Linked DNA regions of Anas platyrhynchos: region 1 is linked to region 2. A link is a contact called in public Hi-C data. All regions are on one chromosome and are shown on one strand. The core of a region is the stretch at or near the end of the contact, and the rest is flanking DNA. Distances in the headings are between cores, read along the strand shown.

Region 1 (7,236 bases), core at 4,020-6,519, 270 kb after region 2:
GATTAAAACTGTTTAGGTAACTAGAAAGGTGCTGTCACTTAGTCTTTTTAAATTTATCCTTGCAAATTCTCTGCCTTTAGAAAATGAATCCATATCACGGAAACAAACAAAACATTTCTCTTCACAAAGGTGATGAGAAACCATTATCCAGTCCAAGAATAATTGCAGGTTCCAGTTCCTATTGAACAGATGTTCCAATCACAAGGAGCACCGGAACTCACTATTTTTTTGTACAAAGCAGACAAGAATTCAATAGATCATAGCTAACAACCTGTATCCTAACACATACAAATGGTTATTCCACAACATTTTTTACATTTATTTTGGTGTGAAGCCCAGAAGTCCAAACACAAGTGAGGCTGAAAGCATAAGGATCTAGGGAACACATCTCCACACTCTGAGCTAAGGACAGCAAGGTGAAGATAATAATTTGCTCTGGCTACATACGCTCAAGAGAGAGATTCTGTTAATTCAGCACATTTGTCAACACTAGAAACAAATTACATCCGTAAAATAAGAGTTAAAGCACATACAGATGTGCAGGGTAACCATATTGTAATTAGGTACTAGTTCTAAAAATATAGAGACTTTAATTGCCTCTGTTATTTTCTGTTCCAGAAGCCTCCAGAGCCCAAAGTCACCCTGTATGTTTATAGTCAGACTTTATATATTGGTTATGAGACAGAAGCCACTGTACTTCGCTGGAAATCATCTTAATCGTACCTCCGAAGGTACATAAACATTTACTTTTTTGGAGACATCTTATGTCTACAACAGTGGGAAAACAACATACTATGGTTCAGCGAGACACAGAAACCTCCATAGCATGCAGCTGTATCTTCAGTTATGGACCAACTGTACAGAACTCCTTGCTGATAACGACTACACAGAACGATGGAGTATCTTAATTTGTACGTAAGTCACATAGACACCCATGCTATGTCTTCTAAGGTATTTCTCTACTGCCATCTGCTGCTCAAGGAAAAGAAAATTTTTGAACAAGTAGAGAACACTCACTTTTATGGACTTTTATGGACTATGCAGGACACTGCACAGCACGTTATAAGGGAAAAGCACATTTTGCTATCAAAACTGAAAAAGGTATTGCTATATAAAAGCTCCAATAAATAAATCAGCCAACAGAAAACAAGAGATTAAAAAGGCATTTATCAGATAATCCTAGAATTTTCAGGCCCTTTTTACCTACAAGTATAACTTATCAATTACTCAATGTGATAATTATTTCTATTGTGAAAAATGCTTTTTAGTGAAAGACATCATATGTTTTGTGGAATAGGAATTTCCTAAAACAAACAAACAAAAAAAACACCACCTGAATTACCTCTGTCTTATTTTCCTTTTTTTCATTTCAGTTGGCCATTTTTTGAAAGCATCCAAACATATGAAGAAGCAGTTCCCTGCCCTTTCTTCCAGTTACAAAATGTTTCATAATTTTGTGGATGGATAACCTAACAAAAACTTTTTTAGAGCTTTATATCCACGCAGAATTTATTTCTAGGTTACGGAGTACTTGAAATGATGGAGTCTACATTTTCATCATCTCTCTAACATTTTAATGCTCTCAAGTGGTTCAATACCTTGGTCTACAGAAGTATTAACAAAGCTCTCAACTGATATAAGCCATGATAGAATATATTAACAACTTCTTTCTGGACAGGACATCAGATCTTTCCAGTATTTTCAAAAAGTCATTAATACTACAGTGGCACTAACAGCTGAAAATTAAAATCTTCGGTAACAGATTGGTAGCTATTGAACATACTGCAAGAAAGCTACAGCTGAGGGTTTAGCTTTATGATGGCTCAGAGAAACTGAATTGCATACGTTTGCATAATAGTCTAAAAGGACAGGAATCATTGCAGTTAAAGTGGAGAAAATGACAAACCTGGGGGATCTAGACATGTTATGCTAGTAATATGAACTATGAAAATCAAGTGCACTGTACTGGAAAATACTTGTCCTGGAAAACACTTGTCCTCCAAACAAACAAAAAGAAAAGGAAAGGAAAGCCAAAGGCAGACAAAGGATAACCAAATCACACAAGGTCACAGATCATTTGAACATATTACTAAGGGTCTCTCACATTCATCATTAAGCCACTAACCAACATTACCATTCAAGTCTCTTTTTCAGCTTCAGTGTCACACAACATGAGAACAACCATGCCGCCCACAAGGCATAATATGAATTGTAACTGGAGATGTATTAAGAGATCCTTCAAGTGCCAAGCATCATTGAAAATTACAGCTGCTATTATTTAAAGCTTTTTTCTTCAAAAAGCATAATACTGGTACATTACCTGTCTCCTCCAGAGAGGTCCTCAACACTTCCAAACCCAGGGGTTGGCATAGGGCATCCCATGTGCTGGAAATGAGCTACGCGAGGCCTAGGAGCTGGAACTTTCCCACGAGACTTTTTGTGTTCCTGCTCCTCTTTGATCCGGGCGTTCTCCCTGTCACAGACGAAACACTCGAAGCCATTCAGGTAGTTGGGCAAAGTCATGTCATTCACACCCCACTCCCGCCTCTCCAAGGTCTCTAACAAGAACTGGTTTTTGATTCCCCCGGGGTTTTTATACTCTAGATACTTCATGTATTCCTCTCCATTCTCATCCAGGAAATGAAGATACTTAGCCAGCTCTTGAGGGCTTTCAAAGTCATCTATAAGAATGATGGAGAGGTTGTTTGGCATCCAGTCCCGTACAGATGGGGAGCCTCGGTATACTGGGACAGCGCCCAAATGCATTGGACGCCACAGCTTTTCTGTCATGTAGTCATTACATATGGCATTCTCCAAGGCCAGGTGAAACTTGTACCTGGCAATAAAAGCCATAAATTCGGAATCTTCTGTAGTGGCTGTAGAAGTGTCTTTCAGTCGCTCACTGGGAAGCTCACGGTTATGCAGGCACTTCCCGTAAGAGTCAACCTAAAATAACAAGTCATCTTTACAAAAGGATTTTTTGCCCAGAGATTGTAGTCCTTATAAAATTCCTAATTTTGATCAGTTCCTAGCTACTTAGTTTAGCCTCACTTTCTCTCCAACTTCTTTCCATTTTGAGTACTCTAGAGTCACAGTTGTCCTTTAACAGCTGTAGAAGAAAATGAACGCTCAGCTTCAAAAGTAGCACAAACTACACTACAGATAAGGCAGAGGGAAACGCAGAAAAAAAATTAAAGAAAAATTGTACTTATTAGAGGATAGATCAGAAACTGAGAGATGAAGAAAGACATCCACCTTCCTCCATATTAATTTAAAAGTCATCTTTCTACTTAACAGAAATCCAGGGCTTTTCCAAACAGTGAATTCACACAGCTCCCTCAAATCCCAGAAAGTTGGCTAAAATATTTTCAATTTGTTAGACTGAAAAAATTTGATGGAGGGAGGTAGATAAAAATGAAAGACAGGATGCTTGATCTGGAGTCTGTTTTATACTTTGACAATGCAATTATATTTTTAAATGGTTTTGTCTTTTCTTCATTACTGAGCAAACGATGGAAAGAAATGAATCACTACCTTTGGAAACAGCAGAATTAGCTAGGAAAAGGATGTTTCAGATAAGGAGTAAAACCAGATGCTTTTTCCCTCATCTATTATCCTTCAGAATTTTTAAGAAAAAAGCATTAGACTGTTTTTCTACTCGAAAGAAACTGCATTATTTCAGTTCATGAAGCTACTCTCCATCAGCTGTGCCACAGCAGTGCAAATCACCATAGAATAACACAGTTCTACCAATGCAGGTGTGGAGCAGACTCTCAAAACACAGCAAATTTCTCATTACACGCTTATATTGTTAAATGCAGGCAAGGCTTGTAAACGGACAGCCTTCCTTTACGCTAACTTCAAGCTCCTGGGATCTCAGGAACTTCTAGCAAGACTGATCTCATTCAGGCTTAGTACAACTTGCGACTGACGCCAAGTCTGGCCAACTCCGTGACTAACAACTACCATCAGGCCTACCTACTGCCGCGTGGTGCAGTCTAGACCATGCTTTTGGGAGGCATACAACTAGTCTTTCTGTCCAGCTTGCGGTCGGCATGCTTCCCGTTACGACTCGCGTCTTGGCTAGAAACGAGGACAAACAAACCCCGTTAAAACGAGAACCTGCAGGCGGACGGGGGCGGCCAGGTGGTGCCACAGCCTCCCCGCACGGCACCCACCTGGATGTACTTCATGAGCTCCCGCACGTAGCGGTCCCTGTCCGAGGGCACGTCGCAGTGGGACTGCATGTACAGCACGGGCCCGTAGCCCCGCCGCCGCCACGCGTCCTTCTCGGCCAGGGCCAGCGGCGGGCCCCGCAGGTAGGCGATGCTGGGCAGCCACTGCAGGGTGAGCGGGTAGTCCGACTCCCTGCGGAAGGTGGCCGTGTAGTTGAAGAGGCGGATGCCGGGCGGGTGCGAGAGCAGGTAGTTGTTCATGGGGGACTCCTCGTGGAACAACGCCCACGTCTGGTGGGGCAGGCGGGGCAGCGGCGCCTCGTAGGCCCTGAAGTCGGTGCCGTAGAAGATGAGCGCCTTGGTGCGGCGGTGCCGCGCCACCCGCCGGCTGCGCGTGGCCAGGCAGGAGCCCCGCGGGCAGTCGATGCGCTCCGTGTCCCCGGGGAAGTGCGGGAAGAGGCTGCCGCTCCACCACAGCACGATGGGCAGCGCCTTGTTGCCCCGCGTGTCGTTGTTGCCCGGCCCGCGGTACGACGCCGCGGCCGCCACGACCGGGCCCGGTGGGCCGGCGGCCTGCGCCCAGCCCTCGGCCCCGCACGGCGCCTCGCCGCCCGCCTCCCCCTCCGCCGCCAGCACCCGCGGGCCGCCCCACGCCAGCGCCAGCGCCAGCGCCAGCCAGAGGCAGCCGGGCCCCCGCCGCGCCCCGCAGCCCCACATCGCCGCCTGCCCGGCCACGGCCGCCAGGAAACGGCCGCCGCGGCCCCGCCCGGAGCCGGCCTTCCGCCGGGAGCAGCGCGGGGAGCGGCCGCCAGGGGCGGCAGGAGCACGGCGGGGACCCGGGGAAGGGGCTGGGGGGGGGGCCCGCCAGGAGAGCTCTGCCCCTCGGAGGAGGGTGATGGGGGCAGCGAAATGTAACGCCAGCCTGCTGAGGTTGTTGTGAAGCCTCCCTGCCCCCAACGCCCCTGCACCTCACGGCGTGCTGCCAGCTCACCCAGCGATAGCAAAAACGCCTCCAGCTGCTGCTACGCGGCTCCGGCCCCAAGCAGGCACGCAGACACTGCAAGAAAGTACAGCGAGTGTTATCTCCAGCTGGCGGCCACAAAGGGCAAACAAAACATCGAGGAACAGAACGGGTGGCGGGGAGGAGCTACACCTCAGCGCAAAGGTCACGTAAGGTGCGCTTCTCTACCAACCTGGGATAACTCGATACTGAAATATTATCGGAATGGTAAATTGATATTTGTATTTAGACTACATTATAAAAATCTAACAGAACAGTTCTAGATTTGCTAGTAATAGAAATGATATAAGCTTCAAATTCGTTCCCTTAAGAGATAATTACAAGTATTGTGGGATCAGATCAAGTTTGATGTAGGCAATAAAGGACACCTATTAGTAGTTACACAAGCAGAGAAGCACTCTCTGTTTAAGGAACAGGCTAAAAATCCTGGAATATTCATGTTTTCTTCTGGGAAGGTTGGTCTTAACGCTGCTCAGACTTGATTCAGAAGCATTATGGTCATCATATGGGTGCAGAAAGACTGCCCTGCGTGCCACCCTCGTCAGCTCCACCACTCGCTCAGTCCCAGCACAACAGGGGCTCAATCCCAGTAGACACTGGCTCAGCAAGGCAATCTCCATACACACTGTACTACCACAAAGGTTCCTGCAAGCACAATTTACTCCAAAATTAATGTACAAGATGCACAAGGCCCATCATTATTGCAATGTATCTGTCCAGTAGTGGATTCTGAACATAATGCACATTCTGTAGAAGAGACTAATCTGCAAAATATTCCATAGCAAACTAAGAAATTGGATGTTTCTAGCAATGACCGTCTTGTGCTTTCATACACACTGTTGCAAGGTTAGCAATGAAGTGTACAGTATCAATGCTCTAGGCTACAGTCCAGTTGCACTGCCAGTTCAATCTGAACTTTATTTCTGCAATTAGTCAAAAAAAGAAGAAAAAAAATCAAACCCCAAGAAACAGGAGAAAAGAAAATCAGCTTCCCTGTTATCTTGACTCCAAAGTAGTAACTCTATTTCTCTGAAAAATGAAGACTGCAGAAGTCTTCAAGCTGGCCTTGTCACAAGGTAACAGCAATACTTTTCCAATTAGACAAAAAAAAAAAAAAAAAAAAAAAAAGAACAGAAAAATGAAGTCTTTGCAAAATGAAAGTTCAGAAGGGGCAGAAAATTAAAACCGTTCATCTAAGCGAAGTAATACTGAGATTAAACAGCACCTTTTGTCTGTTGGCTCTTGCTGAATTTCTTACTGCCATTCACTGTGAATAAGAAAAAAAAGACTGAACCTGGTCAGCAGAAGATTGGATTGTAAAGGACCACTTAGCTAGACTTCAGCCCTTCCCATTTCCTCCCTCCCGCAAAATACAGGGTTTGGAAAAATAAGCAGTGTTTATTTACTAACAATGACATAAAATACATCTTAATATATTTTTATTTCTTTACAAATTAAAAGATGCATTGGAAAAAACAAGTGAAGAAAACAAAAGGTTCATTTATGATCTCATTTCCACCCCCACACCCCCCAATATTAATACTAGAAATTAGTATTTGTGGAAGTCTGTGGTTGCTGAGCCTTATATTCCTGGGAAGTTGTTTTTTCCCCCCCTCTGGTTAAAAATCCTCTAGATTTTGGGCTGGAGGCAACACATGGAGTAAAAAGTCAGCCACATTCATACAAAAATGAGGAAGGTTCTGTCATTGTGAAAGTTCCTCCATTACAATTTCCATACTCCCCTTTCTCTGTAGTGATGGGAGGGAAGACAAACTAGCAGCATTAGAAGAAAAATGGATTTATATACACGCTACAGTATATGGAACTAAAACCACAATCAAATATTTTTCTGATCTAAACAAGGACTTTCTTTTGAGATGTCAAGCCCAGGTCATATCTCCTTTAATCCACCCACACTTTTTCCTCATACTTTTAGTACTATTGGTGACTCAAACTCCTGGGTATTTTAGGAACACTTGGTAAGTGTTCAAGCTAAAATATACAAGCCCCCTTTCAGAAGTGAATAATCAAAGCCCTTAG
Region 2 (7,063 bases), core at 2,899-5,398:
CAGAAGTTAAGCAGCGATGCAATTAAGTTCTGCCAATATCTGGCCTGCTTTCATCCAAATCTTCATTTGTGTCCTCCTGTCCTGGCCACCCTTGCCCATGTGTTCATGCTTTCCCTACCTTCCTTCACAAAAAAAAAAAAAAAAAAAAAAAAAAAAAAAAAAAAAATCAAACTACTTACTAACACTCCTGACTGCTGATGCCTGGTAATGCTCTGTTCTGCCATGCAGGGTTCCACAGAGAGCTGTAACACCACTACTGAAGATGAGGATCTGAAAGGTAGGTGTTCTGCCTGTAACTTCTAATACGTGTAGAGTGCAGGCAGGGGTTCCTGAAGATTTGAGAACTGCCCTGATCTAGCCTCCCAGATTTCCGTGTGTGACTCAGTTCATAAATTTGCCATGACACTGTCATTCCTGTCACAGTGGGATGATATGCTGGGGAACCAGCTGACTTGGCCTTTGCAGTATATAAACCCTGTTTGTCCTGAGCTAATTTTTGTCTCAGAGTTGGAACTCTTTCCTTGCAAGTATCTGTTCATCTCCAGTCCATTTCTAGACATGGAAAATCTTTACTAGTCCCTAAAGGTTTGGAAGCTGGCTGTGTTTTTTGTGGTCCTCTGCAGGTTACAGGGAGCTGAAACCTCTCTGTTGTTGCTCACTTGCAAAAGAAGCAGTCTCTCTTCTTGCCTCTTTCTGGGAATCTCTTCAGTGATGTGCACACACCTTTCTTTCCCCTACCCCTCCCCTTTGGGTCTATTTTGGTTTCAAAGACAGATGATTCTCAGCCTGTTGTCTGTCACTGGAAATGATTTCTCATGTCCCTGACAGAGAAGTTGGTAGAGGGAGAGGCTAAGAAGAGAAGCAATTTTGTGCCTGTCAGTGACCACATCATAAATATTCTGTGCTGGTAAAACTCTCTAGGTGAAGGAGCTCTGAGTCCCGTGTCTGCTCATGTTGTTCAAGCAGCTGTCCTCTTCCCGATCCCCTAAAGAAGGAAGAGAAGAAAGAAATTTTCCTGAAGTAGGAAATTTTTTCCTGAACGCGTCCGGGATGGGTGAATGCAGTTGTCATTCAGAGGCAAATGTGATAGTAGTTTACATTTTGAGGCAGAGGTATTCTCATTCTCCCTGCAGTCAGTCAGAGTTACGTAGCCAGGGAAAAATCAATGCTGGCTCTGTGGTGTAGCAGCAATGTCACCTCAGCCAGCTGGGCTAATTCCTAGTGCTTTTCCTGTGGTTTATCAGAAGCTGCTGGCTTCTCTTATGAGGAGTTGCAAGGAGCAGAAATTCTCCACAGTACTGGTTGTTTTAGATTAGACCTGGCCCCATTACAGCGTAGTATTCCAGCTCCCACCTTTTTGCCAGAGAGTAATTTGGGATTTAAGAACCCAGTTTGGAGGGAAGGGAACTGGATGACTTTTGTAGTGTGGTAATGAGACTGATTTATCTCATCTCTGCTGGCTATCTGTCCAGAATAGCTACTTGTCCAGAACCTAGTCTTCTTTGGCAGCTTTTGTTCAGGAGAGGTCCCAGCCTTGAGCCAGTTGAGCCAGTGGGTGTCCTGCAAGTCAAGAATACGAATGCTGTGAAGAGAGGAAGGCTAGGACAGGGATAGATGGTGGGGGAAGGAGGGCAGCTGGCCAGGACTAAATCTGTGCAGAATTATATAGGGCCACATTGTTGCAGATCAAAACTGAGATTTCTTCAGAGGTTAAAATATTTTGTTATGATTTTAATAGAAGGGATCATTTGAAAACTTGTTGAGCTCGCACAGTACTGGTTTGTGCTATGGCCAGCTCTATCTGGTAATTTTAGTGCTTTGGTTTATAACTACTACTTTTCCGCTCCCGGCCCTTCTGGTTTCAAGAAAAGCAAGCACTTAAGCAAGGCTAAATAGATCAGGGGTTTGGGGATATTGAAGTTCTCAGCATTCTGGTTAAACATGACTGGGAAAAAGGAAGCGCTTGTGCAGCTCTGTTTCTGACCTCTTGCTTTCAATAGGCGCAGGTTATGCAGATCTATTCTGTGTTGTAGGAGACATCATCTTGATACATCAGTGACAGTTGCCTCAGGGCTATGTTGTTTCCAGAGCGGTGGGGCTGAAGGTAGCAGCCCCCCCGTGTCACTATAAATTGCACAGTAGATCCATGTTGTCAAGCTGTCTACTTGGCTTTGCCCTGGAGGATACTCCTGCATGTTTTGTGCCCAGCATTGTGGTTTCTTTAATGTTCTCCTATTTCCTTTCTCTTTTTTTATTTACTGAACTTGCGTGTTTTGTTTGTGTTTGTGTTTTAATTCCCTGCCATGCTAGCTCCCCCTCTCTCCACCGGGGACGGCAGCTCAGTGCTTGAAGGACGGAGGCACAGTGAGAGCAAAACACAGACTGAGTCCATGCAGTCCCAGCTTTCTCTCTGTTTCTCAGCCAGTAAGTCCAGGGGTGCAGTGCTTCACGGCATCTTTTTCCTACTCCTCCCTCTACCTTTCCCATTTCTCCTTCCCCCAGATTTTTCCTTTCCTGAACTTCTTTCCAAAATGTTGATTTTTTTCATTTCTAGTATTCCAGAATAAAAAGAAATCATCTCCCTTCCTCCAAAATACCCTCCTTTGCACACTGAAAACTTCCAAGCTTTTCCTTCCCCTTTTGAAAAGGCAGAATCTCATCCAGATCAATTTCATTCCTTTGCTTTCATCTGGGTGAGGTGTGGGCTTCTTAGGAGAGATGTCTCTTGGGGTTTCCCTGGGAAAGTCGCTGCATCTCTGTAGGTTCCTTTTCTGTAAATGGGGTCAGTGGTGCAGTTCTGCAATGGAGGGGGATGTGTGAGGCTGAATTCAGTCTCACTTGGCAAGAACTTAGGAGCTCCCTGGATGCTGATGGTGCATCAGGTGCACCTAGTGAAAATCCTTGAATAATGTTGGCTCTGAGGGGCATCTTTCTCTCTGTTGTGCTTTACTTTGCATGTCTGCCGTGCTCAGTTGCTGGTAGCGTGGTTAGTCTGTCAACTATGTTGCCCTGATCCCTCCCGAACCAGCTGTCTCCGTAGAGGAATCTGTGGCTGAACACCTCTGAAATGAGGTGTGAGAATGCTAGCAGGTCGGACATTTAGGTGGGGTCTCAGCCTTCCCCCTACACATGTACCTTACTAGTTGTCTGACTGCTTAATGCTGCGACAGATCCTTAATGTGAGTTGGGTACACCTGAAGTATTTGATTCTGCTCAGGGCAGTCTGGTGGGAAGAGAGGAGCAGGCATGCCCTCTTCTGTCTCCTCCTGTCATCTATTCCTGGTTTCCTGCGCACAGCGCCAGTGCCTCATGATGCAGCAGTCAGAGCCTCCGTGTTAATGTTTCTGAAGTAGCTCTAAGAATGTCAAACTGCTGGTTTGTGAGGCATAATGGGCATGGTGTTTTGTCTAGCCAGAATGGAAGGGAAATGATCTCGAGTCCGTTTTGCAGTGAACTGTCCATCACCGCTTCCTTATTACCTCGTTCCTCTTGTTCTTGGCGAGGCCCTGCGTGGAGCCCCGAGGAGCAGCAGCGAGCAGTGCGGGGCAGCGTTCTCCCTCCCCGCTCCTCTCCGGGTTGGTGTGCAGTGGTTTGGCTGCCCTGCTTCCTTTCTCCCTCTCTCCCACCTCGTACTTGCCCTCTGCTGCTCTGTCACCCTCCTGGCCAGCGTGAGCTCTCCCTCAGAGCACCCCCAGCACTCCGAGGGGTGCCCCACGGGACAGGCTGCGGAGCAGAGCGGGCACAGCTCGCTGGGACGGGGGCGTCTCTGTGTGCCCACGGGTTGGGGCTTGCGTGTGTTTGTATTTCTGTGTTGGTCTTTATTTTGCTTTCTGGTTTACGTTCGTTTGTTCATTATTTTAACGCTTACGTTTGTTTTGCAGCTACCCAGTCTTGTGAAGAGAAGCTTCTTGCCTGGGACAGCCCAGGGCAGACACTGGAGTTAGAGCGTGCTCGGTCGGAGCCCTTGCTAACTCCAGTAGTTCCCTTTGTGCACAGCAGTGCACCGTGTAAGTTAGCAGCTGGGTAGCAGTAGCCGAGTAGTGCGACTGACTAGCTCCCCTAGGCGCCGGGCTCCCCTTCTCCCCAACACCTCACCCCCCCGGGCCGGCCGGGCACGGCGAGCCCCGGGCAGGCCGCAGGCCTCGGGCCGCCCCCAGGCGGCGCTCCCGGGCCGGGCCTGGGCCGGCTGCGGGGAGCGGCGGAGGCCGCCGGGGGGAGCCCCGGGGCCGGGCCCGCGCTGCGCGGCCCCCTCGGGGGTGCAGCACAGCTGGTGGGAACGCCGTCCTGCCCCCGGTCCGGGGACGCTGCCCGCTGCAAAACGCGGGTCGCCTTCTGTGTGTCACTGCGGGCTCGGGACATGTAGGAGAAGCCAGAAGGCAAGCGCAGTCTGATGGAGAGGATTTGCGCTGAAGGGTCAGCGCTGCTGTGTGGTGACGTTTGGGAGACGGGTGCAGGTCTTGAGACGAGCCAGCACACGGTGGCTGCGGTCTGCAGATTTGGCATTCATCCCAAGTGGAGCCTTTCCCATGGACCATGTTTTACAGGTGTGGCACATGTTCAGGAGGGGGATCCAATGTGTAGCCATGCTTCGTGGGGAAGCCGTTCCAGGCGATTTGCTTGTGAAAGTGTTTTTCATAATAGGCATAGCCCACTGTGTCATTTTGATCCATTCCTTCTATATGTCACTTCGTATGTGGAAATTTATACAGCCCGAGCAGTAAAACTAGCTCCCTTACCACCACGAGCCAGTTGTTCCCTAACCAAGATGTTCCCGTGGCTAACTGGGTAGTATAATCCTCTTAATAGATTTCCAGAGTGGGTGCAGGCATCTTTCTGAGCCACTGGGATTATCACCTTGTTGCTCTTCAGCTGTGCTTCCCAGTGCTGGGATGATACGCGCATGTGGATGAAAGTTTAAGGTGGAGGGGAGTTTGCACTAACATCTTCTGGCATCTACAGTGGGAGTCAGCTTTTCTGAATTGGACACCTAAAGATGGTAGGTTGTGTTTCAGGGCTGTGCTCCTAATGATAGGCATCTGAAATACCTCAGGTGAGGCTTGCAGAGTTGCTTACTTCTTTCAGGGCCTAAAGGAGAAGACTGGTGACTAGTTCCATTTCAGACACCTACACTTCAGATGCCTAAGGGCAGATGAATTACAGTTCTGGTGGTAGGGATTAGAAATTATGTGGTAATGGTGATGGTGAAGACAATGATAGAGCACCTCCTATACACTTGTATGATGTGTACCATAGCCTACCTCAAGGGAAACTGTGGGGAAGGCTGAAGATCTGTTGGGTGTGCATACAGTCATAGACCTTAAGTAGTGTTACTTCACAGAGCTGAGCCAAACTCTGTCAGTTTGAAGGACTCCAGATATCAGTAAGGGTGATGGAAGGCTTCAAAGGGGATGGGGCATCAGCTGTGGTAAACCAAGAGAAGGAAGTGCAGAGGTGCATTCCAGAGCAAGGTCGAATCAGCAGTAGACAGCTAGCCAGCTGTCTTTGCTCATCTTGAAGTTCAGTGTGCTGGGGCTGGGTTAACGGCAGTGCTGGTAAGGGCTCTGCCATAGGGATCTGCCTGAGGGACAGAGTGCATACTAGTGTATACCTAGGGCCTGTTCATCCAACCCATCCATCCTGCTGCGGTTGTCTTTCTAGCTTGTGGAAGTCATCCCTACATGTCCCAGTTGCTTGTTTGCAGCATTCATAATAGCTGAGGTATTGGTGATGGTGATAGGCAAGTTGTTGGGAGATTTTTTCCAATTCGCTTGGTCTGTGTGGTGGCCATTGGCCCATGGCTACTGTGGTGAAGAGTTTCTACAACTTAAGCTGCTAGACAAATGCTTCACATGGGCAGGTTCACTGACATTTATTGGTCAGAATCCCTGGAAGCACCTAGAGCTGTCATTCAGGAGACACCTCCGGTGCGTGAGACAGGCCTTTCTAGAAGAAAAGGAAAAAAAAAAATAATTGAATATGACATCTTTATTTCATTTCTCCCTGCATTATGGGATCACCATTCCCCTATCATACCACTGCCCCCCTACTCTCATATGGATGGCTGTCGTTACTGCATATCTCCAAAATGCAGGGAGCAGCATCCTATGAGATCTACACTAATGGTGCTCTGCAAATTGCTTGTACAAAGCACCCACTAGCCCCATATTCCTATCGAAGTCTTACGTGCAGTTAAATTGCTCTTTCTTCTTGTTCGCAGTGCGTAAGCAGGAGATCATTAAGATAACAGAGCAGCTGATAGAAGCCATCAACAATGGAGACTTTGAGGCTTATACGTAAGTACTGTTGGTTTGTGCATAGATACCTTCTGACAGGTCACCAATCAGTTTGTGTGCAAGTTATGTTGTGGCTTCCGGGTATGAGTAAGAGTCGTACAATTGGGTATGATAAATATTGGTGTGCTTCTTAGCCTCTCTCACTTGTAGTCAGGAATACAGTAGAGCTGTTTAAATGAACTTGAAGTAGAAGTCAGATATCAAACAGCAACAGGAGTGGCAAAAGGAAAATGCCCTGTCTTTGTAAGCTGTGTGTGTGTTTGGGGGGAGGAGGAGAGACAGTGAGATGAGCATAAAGAATAAAAGGTTGTATACCAGAAGCACAGAGGCTTGTTTGACATGAAATGCCAACTACCACCAACCCTGTGGTTGCAGCAGTACCCCATCCTCTAAGAACTTAATCAGACTAGTGAAATGTTTAGGAGGACACAGTGCAAGTCCCATGCCATACCAATACTGCATTGTGTAATTAGCCTTTGGGCTTAGATGCAGGCTGTAAGGCTGTATTGCTTTTCTTTGCAGAAAAATCTGTGATCCTGGTTTGACCTCGTTTGAACCTGAAGCACTGGGGAACCTGGTTGAAGGAATGGATTTCCATAAGTTTTACTTTGAGAACTGTGAGTGGGTAGATTTGGTAACACCATCAGCCTTTTCTCTAATCTTCATTTATTTCACCTTTTCGGGGAAAAATTGCTCTTGTTTTTACTGCCTATCATAACCAGCAAGGACTTGGTTTTACATGGGTTGTGATGCATTTATAAGAGACAGCA

Evidence for each region. A called contact is a pair of places that touch in the nucleus more often than the background predicts.
Region 1: a Hi-C map of subcutaneous adipose tissue shows a contact between it and region 2, with 2.5 times the contacts expected there. The contact joins the promoter of FUT11 here to the enhancer-like site in region 2. A contact is called at or near these places in 2 of 8 Hi-C or Micro-C datasets (small yellow follicle and subcutaneous adipose tissue).

Annotation. Positions count from the first base shown.
Region 1 is chr6:19,740,137-19,747,372 of IASCAAS_PekinDuck_T2T, forward strand. FUT11 (fucosyltransferase 11) reads right to left here and starts at 5,270. Exons shown (of 4, transcript XR_011810356.1): 1 at 4,179-5,270; 2 at 2,321-2,946. It overlaps SEC24C (SEC24 homolog C, COPII coat complex component), which reads right to left. Exons shown (of 23, transcript XM_072040173.1): 23 at 6,619-7,236.
Region 2 is chr6:19,470,878-19,477,940 of IASCAAS_PekinDuck_T2T, forward strand. CAMK2G (calcium/calmodulin dependent protein kinase II gamma) reads left to right here. Exons shown (of 23, transcript XM_027459811.3): 17 at 229-277; 18 at 2,311-2,424; 19 at 3,882-4,007; 20 at 6,218-6,293; 21 at 6,816-6,910. Among named protein-coding and RNA genes, the nearest start is that of NDST2, 15 kb to the right of the region's middle. Within about 2 kb of position 4,149, at least 3 of the 8 cell types and tissues checked have an H3K27ac peak or open chromatin away from gene starts, as enhancers often do. A contact at or near this core is called in subcutaneous adipose tissue, where this site is marked.